2 separate regions of the Siniperca chuatsi genome follow, and region 2 is linked to region 1. A link is a contact called in public Hi-C data. All regions are on one chromosome and are shown on one strand. The core of a region is the stretch at or near the end of the contact, and the rest is flanking DNA. Distances in the headings are between cores, read along the strand shown. Region 1 overlaps LOC122881252 (zinc finger protein 609-like). Region 2 overlaps LOC122881252 (zinc finger protein 609-like).

The links. A called contact is a pair of places that touch in the nucleus more often than the background predicts.
Region 2: a contact with region 1 is called in a Hi-C map of liver, with 1.8 times the contacts expected there. The contact joins two enhancer-like sites. A contact is called at or near these places in 2 of 3 Hi-C or Micro-C datasets (liver and skeletal muscle).

What each region holds. Positions count from the first base shown.
Region 1 is chrLG1:8,286,837-8,291,372 of ASM2008510v1, reverse strand. It overlaps LOC122881252 (zinc finger protein 609-like), which reads left to right. Exons shown (of 9, transcript XM_044207205.1): 4 at 3,872-3,959. Among protein-coding and RNA genes, the nearest start is that of gramd2aa, 16 kb to the right of the region's middle. Within about 2 kb of position 2,477, the one cell type or tissue checked has an H3K27ac peak away from gene starts, as active enhancers do. A contact at or near this core is called in liver, where this site is marked.
Region 2 is chrLG1:8,341,097-8,345,632 of ASM2008510v1, reverse strand. All of the region lies in intron 1 of LOC122881252 (zinc finger protein 609-like), which reads left to right. Among protein-coding and RNA genes, the nearest start is that of LOC122881252, 17 kb to the left of the region's middle. Within about 2 kb of position 2,477, the one cell type or tissue checked has an H3K27ac peak away from gene starts, as active enhancers do. A contact at or near this core is called in liver, where this site is marked.

The DNA.
Region 1 (4,536 bases), core at 1,228-3,727:
GTAATTGCATAGAAACATTTGTGAAGCAAGTTCTCATTAACCTAGAGCTGTTATTAATAATTATTAGAAAGGGTTCCCGGCTCCTTGTATGAAAGCCTACCATCATTTTTAACCACCACCCCCTGCTTTTTTTCCCAAGCAGCCCAATGGATGTGGATTGTTTAAGTCAATCAGTATCAACACAGTAATGATTAATAAGTTGCTTAATAAAGAGGTACAGTTTTGATAAGAAAATATATCTACTTTTGTGTGCAGTAGTGTGCAACCGACTGTTGTGCTTCACTTTACTCAGAAAGAATCAGTATCTCCGCAAAATAATCAGTACGATTTAAGCAAAGAATCAAGTAGCAATGACAGTATTGCAACAATGATGTAAAATGATTTTCAAATATCTGTAATTATTTCTACTAGTTTAGAGTAATCCAGGCTGTGTTTACCTCAGACCTTTCAGAGTTAAACTATGTGGCTTGGAAATTTAATTTCAGAGATCTGATCTGAACTTCTTGGGTGTCAGCAGTGAAAACCCTTTTTACTTATGCACGAGATGGTAACTTGGTCTGTCACTTTCAGTTTCTGTGCAGTATATACACACTGAAAGCCTTTAACAGCATACATTTTACTTGCCTTTTTCAAACAAATTAATTAAACATGAAGTGCTGCAACATTCTAAGTTAGTAATCATGTCTTGTTTTTTTAGCACCATTCCCATTTGAGTTAAGATGCATCCAAATTTCTTTGAATGTCCTTGAGATGTCCCACATAACGTCCAAGGAACTGCTTTATTAGCATTCACAGAAAGTATGGCAGAGTCAGAGATCTGAGGTGACCCAGAAGCCAAGGACCACTCTGACTTCAACATGGGAGGGTGGCCACAAGGACGCCCTCTTAGTCTCCAAACAAGCATGTCAAAAACTCTGCGCTTGGAGCAAAGAAACTGATGGAGTGAAAATTGAGCTATTTGCTTATAATGTTAAGTTTTACTGGGTTTTCTGTAGCATTTGTTAGTGATTGTGGATATGTATGTCCATTAGCAGTAGTTAAACATATTTTTCCTACGCCTGCATGACATTTCATATGCTTGCCCTATCCATGTGTTAGTAAATTCCCAATATGTTTTATCTAAATATAGTAATTACATTTTATAAGGTGCTTAATGATTGAGGGGATTACTCGCCTTTTTCCACTGATAGTATATTATTTTTGTCCAGTCCATCAATGATGTATTTAGAGTGTAAATACTCTGTAAATACTAATAAGATTGATTCATCACCTGTCGTCCACTTTTGCATTTATGAGGCAAAGTGTTTTCAACCCTACGCTGTGGGCTGCTTTTCACTGGCAGATACCTGAGAGTTGTAGTTGAGGGAAATGCAGGGAAATTCAGATTGTGGCAAAGATACAGGACAGTGATCCGCATCACTCAAAACAAAAACACTATGGAATTTCTTCTGAACAAGATTGGGGAAAGTCCTTGAAAACTGAGCTAAAGGTCAGACCCGAGTCATGTTAAAAAAAACAACTTTTGGAATAAAATGCAGTGTTTGCATTACAATACAATGCATTTTTAATGTGTACTTCATTTTGTAATGTACACTTCTACACACAATCTGTGTGAAATACATTAGCTTACACATACTCAAGTATGAAAATTAGGATCATTTTAAAGGAATTTTGGGAAATATGTTTATTGCTTTCTTTCCAGGAGGAAAAACCACTAAATACGAAGCTACTCCCAGCAGCCGATTATCTTAGCATAAAGACTGAAAGTGGGGGTGATAAATAGCCGGGCTCTGTCCAAAGGTTTAAAAAAAAAAATATATATATATATATATTAGAGTGGTATAAATATTCTCCTCTAACTGTTGGCAAAAAAGCAAATAAGCATATTCCTCAAAAGGCTCAATTATTTCTTTATAAGACAATTTTGATTAGTATGGGCAACAGTAACACTAAAATTCCATCCATGCTCATCCATTGTCACAACTACTGAAGTGAGGAGACAGTCTAACATGAAGACTGAATGCTAATTTAAAATGATTAAAGACTTCTAACAACTCATGGTATAATTTCTAAACCCCTTCGCTAGAGAAAGCAGGGAAGACTATATCCTGCTCATCATGAAAGACTAGTCATTCATTTGCCCCTCCTTGATTTACATCCTGCCACAACCAGCTGCCAGAGCCATTTTGTGTTGGAGTGTTTGGAGAGCTTAGGGAGGGCGGGCTGTTGAAGGTCTGTGTTCTTTTAATGTGACAGAAATCTGAACTCGAGAACCTCTCCACTAACCTGATCACACACAAACGACATTTGCAGTTGGATCTAGCCTTGACCAAGCACTCATGTTTTCAGCCCATAGGGTAAAAGAAGAGACTTGTGGCCAAGTGTCAGCAGGTTCCTGTAAACATATATAAATGCCTTATACACTCGCTGCTTTATGCCAGAGGCAGCAAGAGAAAAAGGTCTGAACTGTGACTTGTGTGTGGGAGGGAAAATGATTGTAAACCGGGGATGGTTATACCATTGAAGTGAGGGTGAAGGAGAGAGGGAAAATGGGGTGAGCGAGAGAGGTCTCCTAAGCTAATAAAATGCTCGGAGGGACGGAAGCTGCCAGCCAGCATTCCTGTGCCATTAGATAAGTTAGCTCACTGCAGCCTCCAGTTTCTCTGCAGTGCTGAAGTGGCAAGCTGAGGTCACCACCGGGGAGTGTGGGGGATGGTGGGGGCAATAAATTCAGAATGTTTTTGTGCACGGTCGTTGCTCCTAATCCTCTGAAGCTGTTTGGTTGATGATTTACTTTTGAATTTGCAGGCAATAGCTGCAAATTATCATTCATCTGCCTCTACCATGCTGTCTATTTAAAATGTCCTTCAACAACAGCCCCTCCATGCTGTTTTGTTTTTTTGCATTAACATGAATTGTGTTTACTGCAGTTAAATGTCCAAAGGGCAGGGTATTTAGCTTAGTAATTTTGTACAAATATGCATACTTGATTGTGACATTTTGCTGACGTGCAAGCTGCTACCAGCTAACAGTATTTGTTTTTTAAGGAGAAACATACATTGAGAGTCGTGTGATCTTCTGGAACTAATTTTAGATTTTAAATGCGAGGTCAGGTATCACACTCAGCACAGGTCGGATTGTGTAGCTCACACCGAGTGCTACCAAATTCACACTAGCCAAATGGCAACACAGAAGCTTCTAAGTGTGACAGATTGCAGCAATACCAGTGAAGTCAAGGAGCTTCTCTTGCACACTCAGTTACAGTCTGTCAAACTGAACACTTCACGTTGAATTGGTTTAACCCAGGAGTTTGTTGCTTGTTTTTTTAGAAGCTGTAGTAGTAGATCTATATTCTCCCCAAGGTAGTAAATTTCTGGGCTGAGATAGAGGACTGCAAAAAAATATTTGCCTCCAAATAATTCTCCTTCAGGGAAATCTCCTGCACTGTGAAATGGCTTATTTAAATGGAAAGGGTGTTGAGAGAGTATTCCCTGGTAACCTCAGTGTGATCATTCTTAGTGAGACCTTCTGCCAGTATCTTATACAAGTTCTACTATACTGACTGCAGTTGAGTCTGTTCGAAGTCATTTAGAAGATATAAGTCAGTCTTGCCCCTACGGCTTTACTGTGCGAAGAAGATTAAAAAAGGATCCTTGACTTGGATAATTGTCTTGCATATGACACCCTTTAGCAAAAATCAACGCATTGATGCATCAGCCATGATGCACTTTTTGCTCACACGGTACACGGTATATATGAATCTCACTGTAAAACATTATCTGTTGTGTTTGTATATTTTTTTTCTGTGTAATTTGCATTATTGCCTTAGTTAACACAAAATAAATGACCTCTTTGGTTTCTTGTCTCACAGGCATGCTGGTCGTCAATGTTACTTGGAGAAACAAGACATATGTGGGCACCCTGTTGGACTGTACACGGCATGACTGGGCTCCCCCCAGGTAAGGAGCATTGCCCTGTTCGTTTTTTATTTCAACTGGAGAAAGCAGGGGGACATAGTGATATTTTTAAAATATGCATCATCTAATCTGCACTTGTTCTGTTAATGGTACATCACTTGTTTGGTCATGTTAAAACTAAAGCTACATTCACTGACTTTGCATAGTATCTGCACTTTACAAAGAATTTGTCACACATAGTAGTTGTAAATGTCAAGGTAGAAAAGAATTCATGATTGCCATGAATCATTGATGCATTCTCTCTATCCAAGCTGCACTTGGTCTCTTGACCTTTTCATATTCTGTGTGATATGAATCTGCTGTAGTAGCGTCAGCTCAAGGATATATGGCCTAATGCACCAACTTGCCTGTGTGCAGCTGTACCTTCGAAGTCCATGTTAGTCTTTATCTCGAGTGGGGAAACAGGATTCATTGGCAAACGGCTGGTGTCCTAGGAGGTAGTAGTGGAAATAGAAAGCTACGCTAACAAGCCAGATTGCAGAATACAATTATTGGGCTAATAGCTTTTCCTCAACACTGTATAACATCCTCTATCACAAAGGCTGCAATTTCTTAGATC
Region 2 (4,536 bases), core at 1,228-3,727, 54 kb before region 1:
CAGCTGCACCCTTACATTAAAATTTGTTAAGGAGTGTAGATACATTCTTTAACAGTTGAATAGGTCTGCGTTATAGATATGGCCTGCATCAAAGCTTTCCTGTCATGGGTGTTTGGTATTGTGTTCTGTAGTGTTTTGTATAATATCCATTGAGAGAGAAGTGTCATCTCGAGCTGTTGTGGGTGGAAAGTTTGGACAGTATTTGGATCATCTCTTCATCTCCAACAGGAAATAATGCTGAGGTTCAAATGCAGCTTTCAGCCAGCAGCAGTGCTTAAGGCTACATCCACACTAATACGTTTTCATTTTAAAGCAGCGTTTCAAAACGAAAACAATCTCGGTACACATGAGCGTTTTAGCCATGCCGGTGTAAATAGGAAGCAGATTGTCTATTCTGCGGTTGGTTGCTTAGTTGCAGAAAATACTACGAACGAAGAACAGCAATGGTGAAAAGTAAAAACAGACATTTCATTGCTTGGACCGACGATGAGGTGACAGAAGAGGTCTGCAACGATTGTAATTCGTTATTCACGTTGAATTAACCGCTGGTAATCAAGGCTCATTTCGTTTGTCATGTGATAGGGGCATCAGGGAAGGACATGCCATGACTGATGAGACCCAATCAGTAAGTGAACGTGGGTGTCTGTGTAATTTTCAAAACTTTCTGTTTCTGCCTGTTCAGACTAAAACGCAACCCCAGAGTTTTCAAACTATAACGGGGTCAGCAGCGTTTTCAAAAGTCTCAGTTTTAGGGGTTCGAAAACGCCACAGTAGTGTGGATGCCAGGCATAAACGTAGCAAAAGTTATGAGAAAACGAAAACGTATTTGTGAGGATGTAGCCTCAGAGGCATGGTGCACCTGAAAATTTTTTTTTTCCATTGCTACTATTTCTGTGACTGTCAATGTTACGCCAAACAACTCACTTCCCTCACAGACTTATGGTTGTTTTATTTGCTTGTTCAAATGTCAAAGCACAGTGAGGTGTTTTTCTGACAGCTTGTTGTTTGCTTGAAATGCAACGTGTTAGAGTAGACAAAGGATCTGAAATGGATCTGTGTTTCTATAGTCCAATATTGATGCCCCCATTCATCCATCATGTGGCCAGCTTGGGACGCTTCTAGTGGGGCTAAAATGTATCTGGTTAATTTTTTATAGCCTATGTGAGCTGTTATCCCCTTTATTTCCTGGGCCTACTGTTTAACTAAAAAAGTTGACTAGATTGACTGTTGTCTGTAAAGTCGTATCATGGTTCAAAGGATATGCAACTCTGCTTTAGTTTTTATAGCATTGATTGGATTTCTCACTAGTGAATTGCCAATTACAGCAGAAAAGAGCACACTTTGAATGCTTGTTGCACAGTTGCTGCTTTGCCAGAGACTGGTGATCCATCTTTTCCTGGGACTTGAGCCCAGGTTACACTCAACTCTCCCACACACAAGCTATAAAGATATTGTCAGCTTTTGTGGCACAGCATAGTCTTGAGTGCTGCGAAAATGCTGTCTCATTTGTCTTTGGTTTGAAGTTATCGTCCTCTGTGTTCTTGGAAAGAAAAGCCACAGAAATTATGAGTCAATTCGAGCTGATTTTGATAGGTGATTTGTATGTTGTTGTAATGACGAAGCCCTGTCAAATTGAATTAGTATGTTTAACACACTTTTGCTTTCAGAACTGTCTTCGTTCATCCACTCATAAGCAACATGACCTCATTTATCACTATTGCTTCATTTGTTCCTGACACTGGCGATCTTTTCACTGCGAGTTACACATGACAATTTTCCATCTACAAATGGTTGATTAATATACCAGTGTAAAGAAAATGGTATGAGATTGTTGTGATGATTAAAGCTGTTCTACTATTTGATAACCTAATTTGCTGACAGAAAGCAGTTAAGTCTAGTGTGCTGTAAGCGTGATTTTAGCTGTAGGAATGCCATGGTCTTTTATAAAGATATATTTTTGAGTTGAGCTTAGTGTAGAGCAAGAAAGGTCTGTGAAGATGTGATGTGTGGGAATTCCTCAGAGCACATCAGTGCTTGAGCGTGGTGGCAGTGAGTGGGTGGTTCTGAGGCACTGTCCCCATTGCCCTAATCATACTGCAGTATCCACTGTCATCTGTAGAATCAAAGAGACCGTCGTCTCTCTCGGATGACACATGCTGCACTTGTGATATTGACAAGTAAAGGAGAGAACCTCCACAAATGACAAAATTGCTGCAGTCGGAAGTGAAAACGGATGATCAATTGGAACTTCAATACAAATGTCAATACTTTCTGAAAATAATTTTTTTCTGTCCACAACTGTGTTAATGTTAACAGAGTCTCTGCTGTCGTGTTTCATCTCACTGCCTGAGCACACATGGTAACAGATGTATAGAATTTTTACATCCGTTTTTAGTTTAACACATATTCCCATCAAACAGCTTCAGTTTATAGCCCACTGAAGTCATTTCAGGCTCACAGTGATCATGTCCTGTTCCTTTTACATGGAGCCTGGATAAAACATTAACTCGGATCACGGGCTTTAGTTGTTTGATTATCCAGGAGGTATGAATATCACAGGGCTAGTTTATTAGGCATTATGTTTTTTCAACTGTCCAATAGTGAAAACATTACTAAAGAAACTAGTACTAGATATTTTGGCACCAGTACCTTCTTTATTTCTTTTTTTTCTTGCTTTACATTTGGTTCACATCTGTGTTATCAGTTAGAAGAAATCCCCATTAATTCTACTAATACTGAGCAAAATAATCAGTTTTGTCATATAGTTAGGCATTGGTTTTGGGACCCTCAAGGTTTGACAGTAATGGTTGGCCAGTTGCCCTCTGCAACCATATTTGGACCACTGTCAACCATTTTGTGTAGTCTGGTTGCTATTTTTGGTAACCAACACACTGATTCCTCTGACCTTGGCATAAAATCTTGCCTCTATGCAAATAAGAGTGCTGCTGTTCTGTTTTGTTGGAAATGGCAAAATATGTTCATGTTAAATAAAAAATTTAAATAATCAGTCAATCGACAGAAAATTAACAGGTAACTGTTTTGATAATAAAATCAATAAATAATAAAAAAAACATTTGTTGTTTCCAGCTTCGCAAATGTGAGGTTTTGCTGCTTCTCTGTTTCATATGCTTATTGCACATGATAGAAACGTTTGCAGTGTGGACATTTGTCTAAACAGTCAGAGAAGCAATCTTGTGGCTTTAACATAAGTGGATTGAACTGTCCTGACTGTTTGGAAAAATATGGGTGGGTAACGTTTCACTCAACAGCTTAAGGCAGATTTATGGCTCTGTGTTGAGATGTTGTGGTATCTACGTGCGGGGCAATGGACGCAATATGGGCTACATGGAGACCACAAGAATTGTAATTGGACAGCTTGGTCTGCTTTGTGTTTTTTCCTACATTTTTCCGTTGCTGCTGTTATTTGTTGATATGGAAGACAACACAGAGTAGATTGAAAAATGCTCTATAATCCTCGTTTTCAGTAATGTTAGACAAATGTATATTTTGTGATCTAGCAAAGCCATTTCCACTGAAAGCCTTCTGACTACAGTCAGCTATGTCTATAATAAAGGGAATAAATGAACGTAAACCCAATTACTTTGGGTGTATAATAAATGCACGACATGGCCTGATAACGTACAGCACATCCATCTGGTGAGGTAGCTGTGCCATGACAATCAATGGGTTAAATTCTACGGCGAACTATAAATCAGTTCCCACGCCGTAGGCATATACAGCTGGAGCAGTGAAACAACTCAACAGAGAATCATAAATTCAGCTTTAGTGTTATTAGTCGTAAAGTGAAATATTGGGATCCTCCAAGCTGTGAATATAATCAGATTCAATATGAATATGTAGTACGGCACTGCTGAAAAAACGCACCTGTGCCATTGTCTCGGTGTAAGGTTTTACTTGTACCACACTGTAATCTGCCAAAGAAAATAGATTAGATGCTGTTATAAAAGGGAGAATATGATGTCTGACAGTCTACCTGTTTGCTTTGCATTTTAATTTAGCAGTCACTCTAAATAAAGATTGACGATGTTTGATAAAAGAAAAGCAGACAAGCATGTAGAATAGGCGAGGAAGATGGATAACTGAAGGAAGTTTACATTATTTACAATCTGAGGAAAAAGCAAGCAAACCGATTTTAGGGTTTTCAGGGTGACGGAGCATTTGAGCTCTGACCCAGTTGAATTGCATTTTTGAAAGTGGATGCACGTGTAACCTTGTCATTTACTTTAATGGATGACCAAATGGTCATAGTGGCAGCAGATATGTAAACAAGGCTGTCAGATGTCTGAATAAGGCAAACGTATTTAAACATCAGATCCCCATATTGTTATTTTGCAACATGGAAACTATGGTTGTTTACAGCAGCAGTGTAGTTCCAGGAGTTTGAGACCATGCGAAACAGAATACAGAGCTCAGTTTGCGGTGTGTCTAAATATTGTGGATGAGGGATAATGTGAGTTGAAAAGTGGGAGTGAACATTGGTGAAAAGGTTAAGCAAACATGCAGCATCAGCAAGCA